Linked DNA regions of Sus scrofa: region 1 is linked to region 2. A link is a contact called in public HiChIP or PLAC-seq data. All regions are on one chromosome and are shown on one strand. Each heading gives the region's core, a stretch centred on a gene start, on an enhancer-like site or on the middle of the called end of the contact. The rest is flanking DNA. Distances are from core to core; before and after follow the strand shown.

Region 1 (3,670 bases), core at 174-2,673, 55 kb before region 2:
CGAAATAGCAATACAGAGACCTGCCAAACACATTCATATCTTTAAATATTAGATAGCACATTAAATATACAAGCTTTGAAAAATAAATAAATAAATACACATATAAATAAATAGAAGAAATCTCATAAGAAGTAGCCAAATGCATGAAACACAGTCCAGGTGGCCCCAGGGGCTATTTGCTTCTCTTCTTTCACTTTGATTCCGCTAAAGCTACAGCAGTAGCCAGTAAGTTTCCTCCATCTCTCTACATCAGTTGGCACTGCTCCTGTGATGAGAAAAAGGTTCATGTTAGTAGGACTTAAAAGCTGACCTCAAAACCCTGTACCAAGTGCTACCTAGACCACTGCTGCCATGTGTAGCAGAAAATGCCAGCTTCTAGAAGCTGTTTAATTGAGAATAAGGTGCCTGTGGTTACAATCTTATTATTAGCTTCAGAAAGCCAGAAGATAATGCCACATTGGGCATACATGACATCACTTAAGCCTTGGATCAAACCCCATGAAGCAGCTTTATTATTTTTCCCGTGTTATTGAGACTTAGGTTAAGTACTGTCCCTGGGGTTAAAGGAATAATAAAGAGTGGAACCTCTCTTTAGCCATTTTAGCACCACTGGCTAAATAAATCTACTTAATCTTTTAGGGACATACATTTGGTCACACTCATCTGACTGGGGATGGAGAATGGGCTGAGGATGCAAGGCTCTGGAAATATCCTTCTGACACCAGAGCAGATTAATGACCTTAATAGCAAATGAATGGTGAAATAATCATGATTTTCAGCCCTGCACCTAAATCGTGGGTTTCTCTGGTATAATTTGCAGGAGACAGAATGACTCTACTCACACGAGTGAATAAAAACTATAACTCACTTGTTTAGCATCTTCTCGATGATTTTCTTCACCATGGGGGCTGAGGGGTTGAGACAAACTTCCTGACCATTCTTGAGAGTGGCTCTGCAGAGAGCAGGGAGAATCCATGTGAGGCAGGAGGTCGGGCTGGGGAGTCAGGGTTGGGGCGTTGGGACGCTGGGGGTGACAAGGACAGCGGCGGGCAGGGAAGCTTACATGACTTCCGTTTGGTCACAGTGGGGTCCCGGGGACGTCACCTTCAGGTCCTGGATGTTCTTGAGGTGAATTCCTTGCACCGTCTGCAGGCACTGGCAGCGCAGTTCGCCGCCCACGGGGGCCCCTGCCAGGAAGACAGATTCGGTTAGTGGGGTGTTCTCCGACGGGCGTCTCCCCCCCTTACCCGTCCCCGCGTCCGGCCTGGGGATGCCAGGCGCCGAGTCTCACCTGCTGTGCGCCGGCCAGCGGCCACTAGAAGCAGGAGCAGCAGCGCAGCGCGGAGGAAGCGCGGGGCGCAGGGGGAGGCGGCGATCGCGGCGCGGGCCATGGGGCTTAGCTCGGAGGGTGGCTGTCTGCTGCAGGTGGGCTGGAGGGAGTGCTGGTGGAGCGGGTTCTGTGGCTCCCTGAGCGGTGCGAACGCCTTTTATTCTGATGGGACTGGAGCTGGCAGCCCCAGGCCAGGGAAATTCCCTGATGCGCGGGTCATTCCTGGGTCCGGAAGGAAGGCGCAGCCCCGCCCTCCTCCCGCGTAATTCTTGCTTTGGAAGTGTCATCTTTGTGCCCAAATCCCCACGGGGGGAGTCACAACTTAGTGGAGAGAGGCATCTGTGACGAACGTTAGTTATTAAGGTTGAGGGGGGAAGCAGAGAGAACTTGCGTGTGCTCTTTACGCATAAGTATCTTGGGGTTTGATGATTTTATTTACGTCCGCCTAAATACACTGTTATAACACAGTTTTAGCATATTATACATTAGAAAGTTCCCCTACTTCCTGGTATTTTAAAAGCACAGATAAATCACACTTTGTGTCACAGCGTCCCTCATGGGTGAGGGGACGATCAGTATCAAAAATTGAATTCAGTGTTTAATGCGGAACAAAGTGTTGTAATCCCACTTAGCTTCCTTTCTCTGGGAAATTCTGGAACTTCCACAGCTCGAGTAAGTCCATGAATACCACCTTTTTGGTGTCGAGGGTGTTGATTAATCCTTAAAATACGGATTAATGTTTGGATCTGTTGCGAGGAGAGCTCACAGGTCCACGGTTTCTAGTTTTGTCCAAGAATAAAACAGGTAATAGAAATCAAGAGCGGATGCGTAGTGTGAGCAGCACGCTTTGCTCATCCAAGCAGCAACAAAACAAAACAAAAACAAAAAAATCGTGTTCCTGGGAAGTAGCTTAGAGCTAGATCACGCATCGCATCTCCGTTCCTTGTTTATGGTCACAAATCTCATTTCATTTCCTTGTTCTATGGCCTTTCCTGCTTCTAGTGATTTGATTTCCTCTCTAGAGAAAGAATCACAGTCAAATTTTATTTCTACTGACTTCTAATGAGGCATTTCAAGCTATTAACTGGAGACTTTGTCATTGTGTCATTTTCATCCTTAGTTGTAATGTCTTTTGTTGGATTATATTCAGGTAGGTTTCAGATGGTTTAGGTGTGATTCTGAATGCAGATCTGTGAGAGCTATGGACATATCCCGTGGGAAGCAGGTGGGGGGATGCTATAGAGATGAGGGAGGCACTGAGCAAGACTGCTCTAGATTGCTAGAGTAGGAATTCAGCTCCCCAGATTAATGGTGCATGACTTCCAACCTGTTTGTGCCTTAGTTTCTCATCTGGAAAATGGAGCTTAAGGGTAGTATCTACTTCAACGAGTTGTTATGATGAATAAATGTTTTGACATTTAAATACTATAAATTATATATTAAATGCTATAAATAATTTTAAGTAAATAAAATAGAAATTTCTTTTTCTGTATTAATAAGCTGAAACTAACCTGGGGATAAAATCTTTGTACAAAGAGAAAAGAATTATTGGAAAAAAGAAAAATCCTCCAATATAAAATGTTTGTATATTTTTTTCTTAAAAAGAAAATTTAGAATGTTTTTTTTTTCTAGTTTAATTGTTGGGTAATTTTGTAACTCTAGTTTTAGGACTTTCAACTACAAAATGTGGATAAAATTAAAAATGTTTCATCTTGATTATTTGAAAAGATTCTAAGTGACTTGATTTTAAACAAATATTTGTCTCTACATTTTTTTTTTTTTTTGTCAGTAATACCTGTATAGTCCTGAGAAAAAGAACAGGCAATTCAATTTTTTTTTTTAAAGGAGTAGGCAAAGTAAAATGACATAAAGTTTATAAAATACCAACAACTCATCAATAATTAAGAATTGGTTTAGATATGATTGCTATTCTTATTTTTCTAGGATTCTTAATTGTAAATACAGTTGACCCTTGAACAACATGGGTTGGAATTGCACAGGTCCACCTACAGGCAGGTTTATTTTCAATAAATATATTGGAAAATTTTTTGGATATTTGGGACAATGTGGAAGAAAAAAAAAAAAAAAGAAAACCTGGCAGACTAACCCATGTAGCCTAGAAATATCAAAAAATTTTTAAAAAATTCGGTATGTCATGTGTATACAGAATATATGTACGTACTAATCTATTCTTACATTGGCATAAGGTTAGTGATATTTAATATAAAATGAATGTGTTAGTGTTCTTAATATTTTATAACTTTGCTTTCATTATGTTATTTTACTGTACAGTATGCTCCTCTTTCGTAATTAGAGAAACTGTGTGTCTGCCTATTATCA
Region 2 (3,634 bases), core at 878-3,377:
GAGTAGACAAAGGAGTTCCTGCTGTGGTGCAGTGGGTTAAGAATCTAACTGCAGTGAGTAGGGTCCCTGTGGAGGTGCAGGCTCAAACCCTGGCCCGAGCAGTGGGTTAAAGGATCTGCTGTTGCTGCAGCTGTTGCATAGGTCACAGCTGTGGCTCAGATTCCATCCCTGGCTTGGGAACTTCAGTACACTGTGAGTATGCCGAAAAAAAAAAAATAAGAAGAAGAAAAGAAAACAAAAAAAGAGTAGACCTAGATGAGCTTAAAGCTACCAGTGAAGAGCTGTTAGTCTTTCAGGATTCAGGTGGCTACTGATGGAGGCCCAGACGAGGAGGGTAGCAGTGCCACTGGTTGGATTTTGAAAGTAGAGCCAACAAAGTTTCCTGCTATATTACATGTGGAGTGTGTGAGCAAAGAGAAGAATTGAGGATGCCTTATAAGTTGGCTAATAAATATATTCCAGGTGACAAATGTATGAATAGAGAAAATGGAGCTGGAGTGGTCAACTTGGACTAAAAAGATATTGAGGAATAGAATGTAGAAGAATCAGTGATTAAATCATGATTTTAACTTTAAATTGAATACTCACCAGTTTGGGGCATATTTGTATAGCCTTGCACCCCCTCAAAAACCCATTATCCAATCCTGCAGGTAACCCTGTACTAGCTGTTTCATCTCTCTTGTTCTGAACCATCAGTTTCTTCGGTGCATTTCTTGATGTATTTATTGCATGATAATTATAAAAGATTGAAGTTTGGGGATAGGAATTTTAGTGCTTTTAATATATTGGCTGTGAAGGATGAAGAGGGAGGTGTGCTCAAACACTCGCGTGTGTGTGTGTGTGTGTGTGTGTGTGTGTGCGCGCGCGCGCACAGTAATATATAGAATTTTGCTTTTTCGGCTCTTTTTAATTAACCTCTTTCTTTGTCTTTCCAGTTGGGGACCAGATGACTGGGAAAACCGAGATGAGTTGATAGGGAGAAGCTTTGTCATCTTTGCACTAACCTGGACGTATTTTGGGTTCACCAGGCAAAATTGCAAGGTCACGATTGTTAATTTTTCTTTTTGTCCCATCCCCACTTTCTTTCCCAAGCATTTTTGCTTCCCTCTTGTCCTTGCATCTTGGCACCTAGAGCTTGGTCAGTGCTCTCTGGCAAACCAGAATCTGCTTTCCAGCACCTCACCCCTCCTTCCCAGTTAAACTGTCCCCACCCCCACCCCATCTCCACCCCCACCTGAGTGTTGCAGGTGAGGGAAGTCATTGATCTGGGTATAGTGATCCTGAGATCAATGAATGGGCCATAACTTTTATCAGTCCACTTCAAAGAGAATTTGCAGAAATAAAAGCCACCTCTCATAGAACACCACATTGGGAGTGGTCATATTTCATTGCAGACTACCTCTTATGAACAGCCAACCACCTAACAGCACACAAACAGAAGCCACCTCTAAACACCCACCCACACCCACACCCCTGTACCAAAAATAAATTAATAAGAAATGAGCTTCCTCTCTCCCAACCTTTATTTTCTTACCTAGGGATTTAGCACAGGGGAGGTTTATGTGCGTGTTCTACCAGTGTCCTCTTAAAGGCCATGCTTCACTTCCCAGGAGTATCCTGTAGATCGGTTCATTGTTTTAGCCAAAGGAATCTATCCTTGCTATTAGAAGGCCATATGCTCTTGACTTGGTCCGGATGAGGTTCAGAAAAGTGATGTATAAAACTAATAGGCTATTCAGTATTTTAAATGATTTTGTTTCCCTCAGTTATAAGTAATCTCCTTGTATCAGAATTCATTTATTCAATAGAAGGACAAAAGATCACTCTTACATCTTTTGTCATCAAAGCATATTTCCAACCATATCAAAATAAAACAATTAATGGAAATACTTTAGATTTTAAACCTAAGAAAGTGCAGTCGACTCAGGCCCATTTCTAACTTAAGAATCCAAGAGGCTCCAAGAGCTCTTAACTCTGTTTCTCTTAGTCTGGGGTACAGATAAGAGCTGGGTGGCTCCATTACAGATGGAAAAATTCCCAGAGTGGTTAGGAGGTTTCTCAGCATAAGAAGTAGAATCGTAAAAGGAATCAAAGCCCTCTGACTCACAGCCCAGTGTTTTCCAAAGGCCAGCCACACTTAGCTGTTTAGAGTCATTGCCAAATACCTACAAATACAGCTAACCACAGGGACTGTAGGATCAGGCCCCCTGGGAAAATACATAAAAACTATAACCTCTTGAGCAAGTATGAAGCATATCTCAGAAATACAGCAGTGTCTTAACTTTGTTCACTGTCACATTAAACTAGAGAAAATGAGGGGTGGAGGATCGGGGGCTGCACTGCCACCATCTTGCAACCAAACCACAGTAAGTGTTTTGGGGGTAACTGGCTATTTCCTAAAAAGAGAAGACAACAAAGGACCAAAAAATGGAAGCCAAATAACTTTAAAATGAGCAATACAGCAATGGAAAGATAAATGCTTTTACACTCTACAGAACTCCCAGAAAGAGATGTATTTCTGTTGACAAAAGAATTTTGGGGGAGTTCACCTTGTGGGTCGGCAGGTTAAGAACCCAACGCAGTCTCCATGAAGATGCAGGTTTGAGGCCCTGGCCTCACTCAGTGGGTTAAGGACCCCACGTTGCCACAAGCTGCAGTGCAGGTCAGAGATGAAGTTCGGATCCAGTGTTGCTGTGACTGCGGTGTAGACCTCAGTTGCATCTTCCATTCGACCCCTAGCCCAGGAACTTCCTTATGCCACAAAAAAAAAAAAAAAAAAAAAAAAAAAAAAAAAAAAAAGAAAGAAAGAAAGAAGAAGGAAGAGGAAAAAAAGCATTTTTTTGCTTTTCTTGATCTCTCTCTTCTTTTTTTTGAAGAATTGCCATAATATACACTCTGCTCAAATCCGAATCTGAGTCATTGCCTTGAGTGCTGGTAGTTCATTTGTGCAGGGATCCAGGACACCAGAGTGAGGAAGCAGAGAAGTGGAACAGGCAAGAGCGAAAGCCAATGTAAGTGAGCACGCCTCCTGGAGTTGCTGCTGCGGGCAACAGGGTCTCCAGCCCACTGGACTTTCCAGGAAGCAGACAGAATATTCTCCCTTAAAGGCCTGGAGTCTGAAGCACATAACCATCAGTCCTTCTCACCCAGGGGTATTAACTCACATCTCCCCCTTGTAGCTATTCTTGTATTTGTCAGGCACACTCCCATCACCTTGGAGGAGAGCTGTGAAAGCAGAATGCAGGAAGATGTCTGCTCTTGAGATGGGAAGCAAGGTGAATCTGAGATTGTGTGAAACTCTTCCCCACTCTTGTGACTGAAAGCAGAGGAGCGTTTAGGGTATGCAACATGGAAAATATAAATGCATGTCATAGGCCGCCTCTCATGCTAATCAGATCCACTGGTGCTCCATATTGAGTTCAGTTGGTCACTGAGTCTTATTGGAACTGTGGCCAGAGCTCAGCCTCTCTGCTCACAGGTGACAAATAGAAACAAGGTGACAAGAGTTTTGGGCAAAGGAGGAAAGATAGCTTTATTGCTTTGCCAGGTAAAGAAGGGTCACAGCAGGCTAATGCCTCAAGGGCTGTGCCCCCCGCTTAGGAGAGATTGGGAGGTGGTTTTATAGTTTGGGGAG

The links. HiChIP or PLAC-seq counts read pairs in DNA pulled down with a chosen protein or histone mark.
Region 1: an H3K27ac HiChIP or PLAC-seq map of alveolar macrophages shows a contact between it and region 2. The contact joins the promoter of CXCL2 here to the enhancer-like site in region 2. A contact is called at or near these places in 1 of 5 promoter capture datasets (liver), 18 of 47 Hi-C or Micro-C datasets (alveolar macrophages, brain, embryonic fibroblasts and 7 more) and 1 of 2 datasets of contacts at active chromatin or transcription factors (alveolar macrophages).

Annotation. Positions count from the first base shown.
Region 1 is chr8:70,155,006-70,158,675 of Sscrofa11.1, reverse strand. CXCL2 (chemokine (C-X-C motif) ligand 2) reads right to left here and starts at 1,423. Exons shown (of 4, transcript NM_001001861.2): 1 at 1,292-1,423; 2 at 1,064-1,187; 3 at 869-952; 4 at 1-265. The coding sequence starts at 1,391. The coding sequence ends at 250.
Region 2 is chr8:70,100,549-70,104,182 of Sscrofa11.1, reverse strand. No RefSeq gene overlaps it. Among named protein-coding and RNA genes, the nearest start is that of CXCL2, 55 kb to the left of the region's middle. Within about 2 kb of position 2,127, at least 9 of the 83 cell types and tissues checked have an H3K27ac peak or open chromatin away from gene starts, as enhancers often do. A contact at or near this core is called in alveolar macrophages and embryonic fibroblasts, where this site is marked.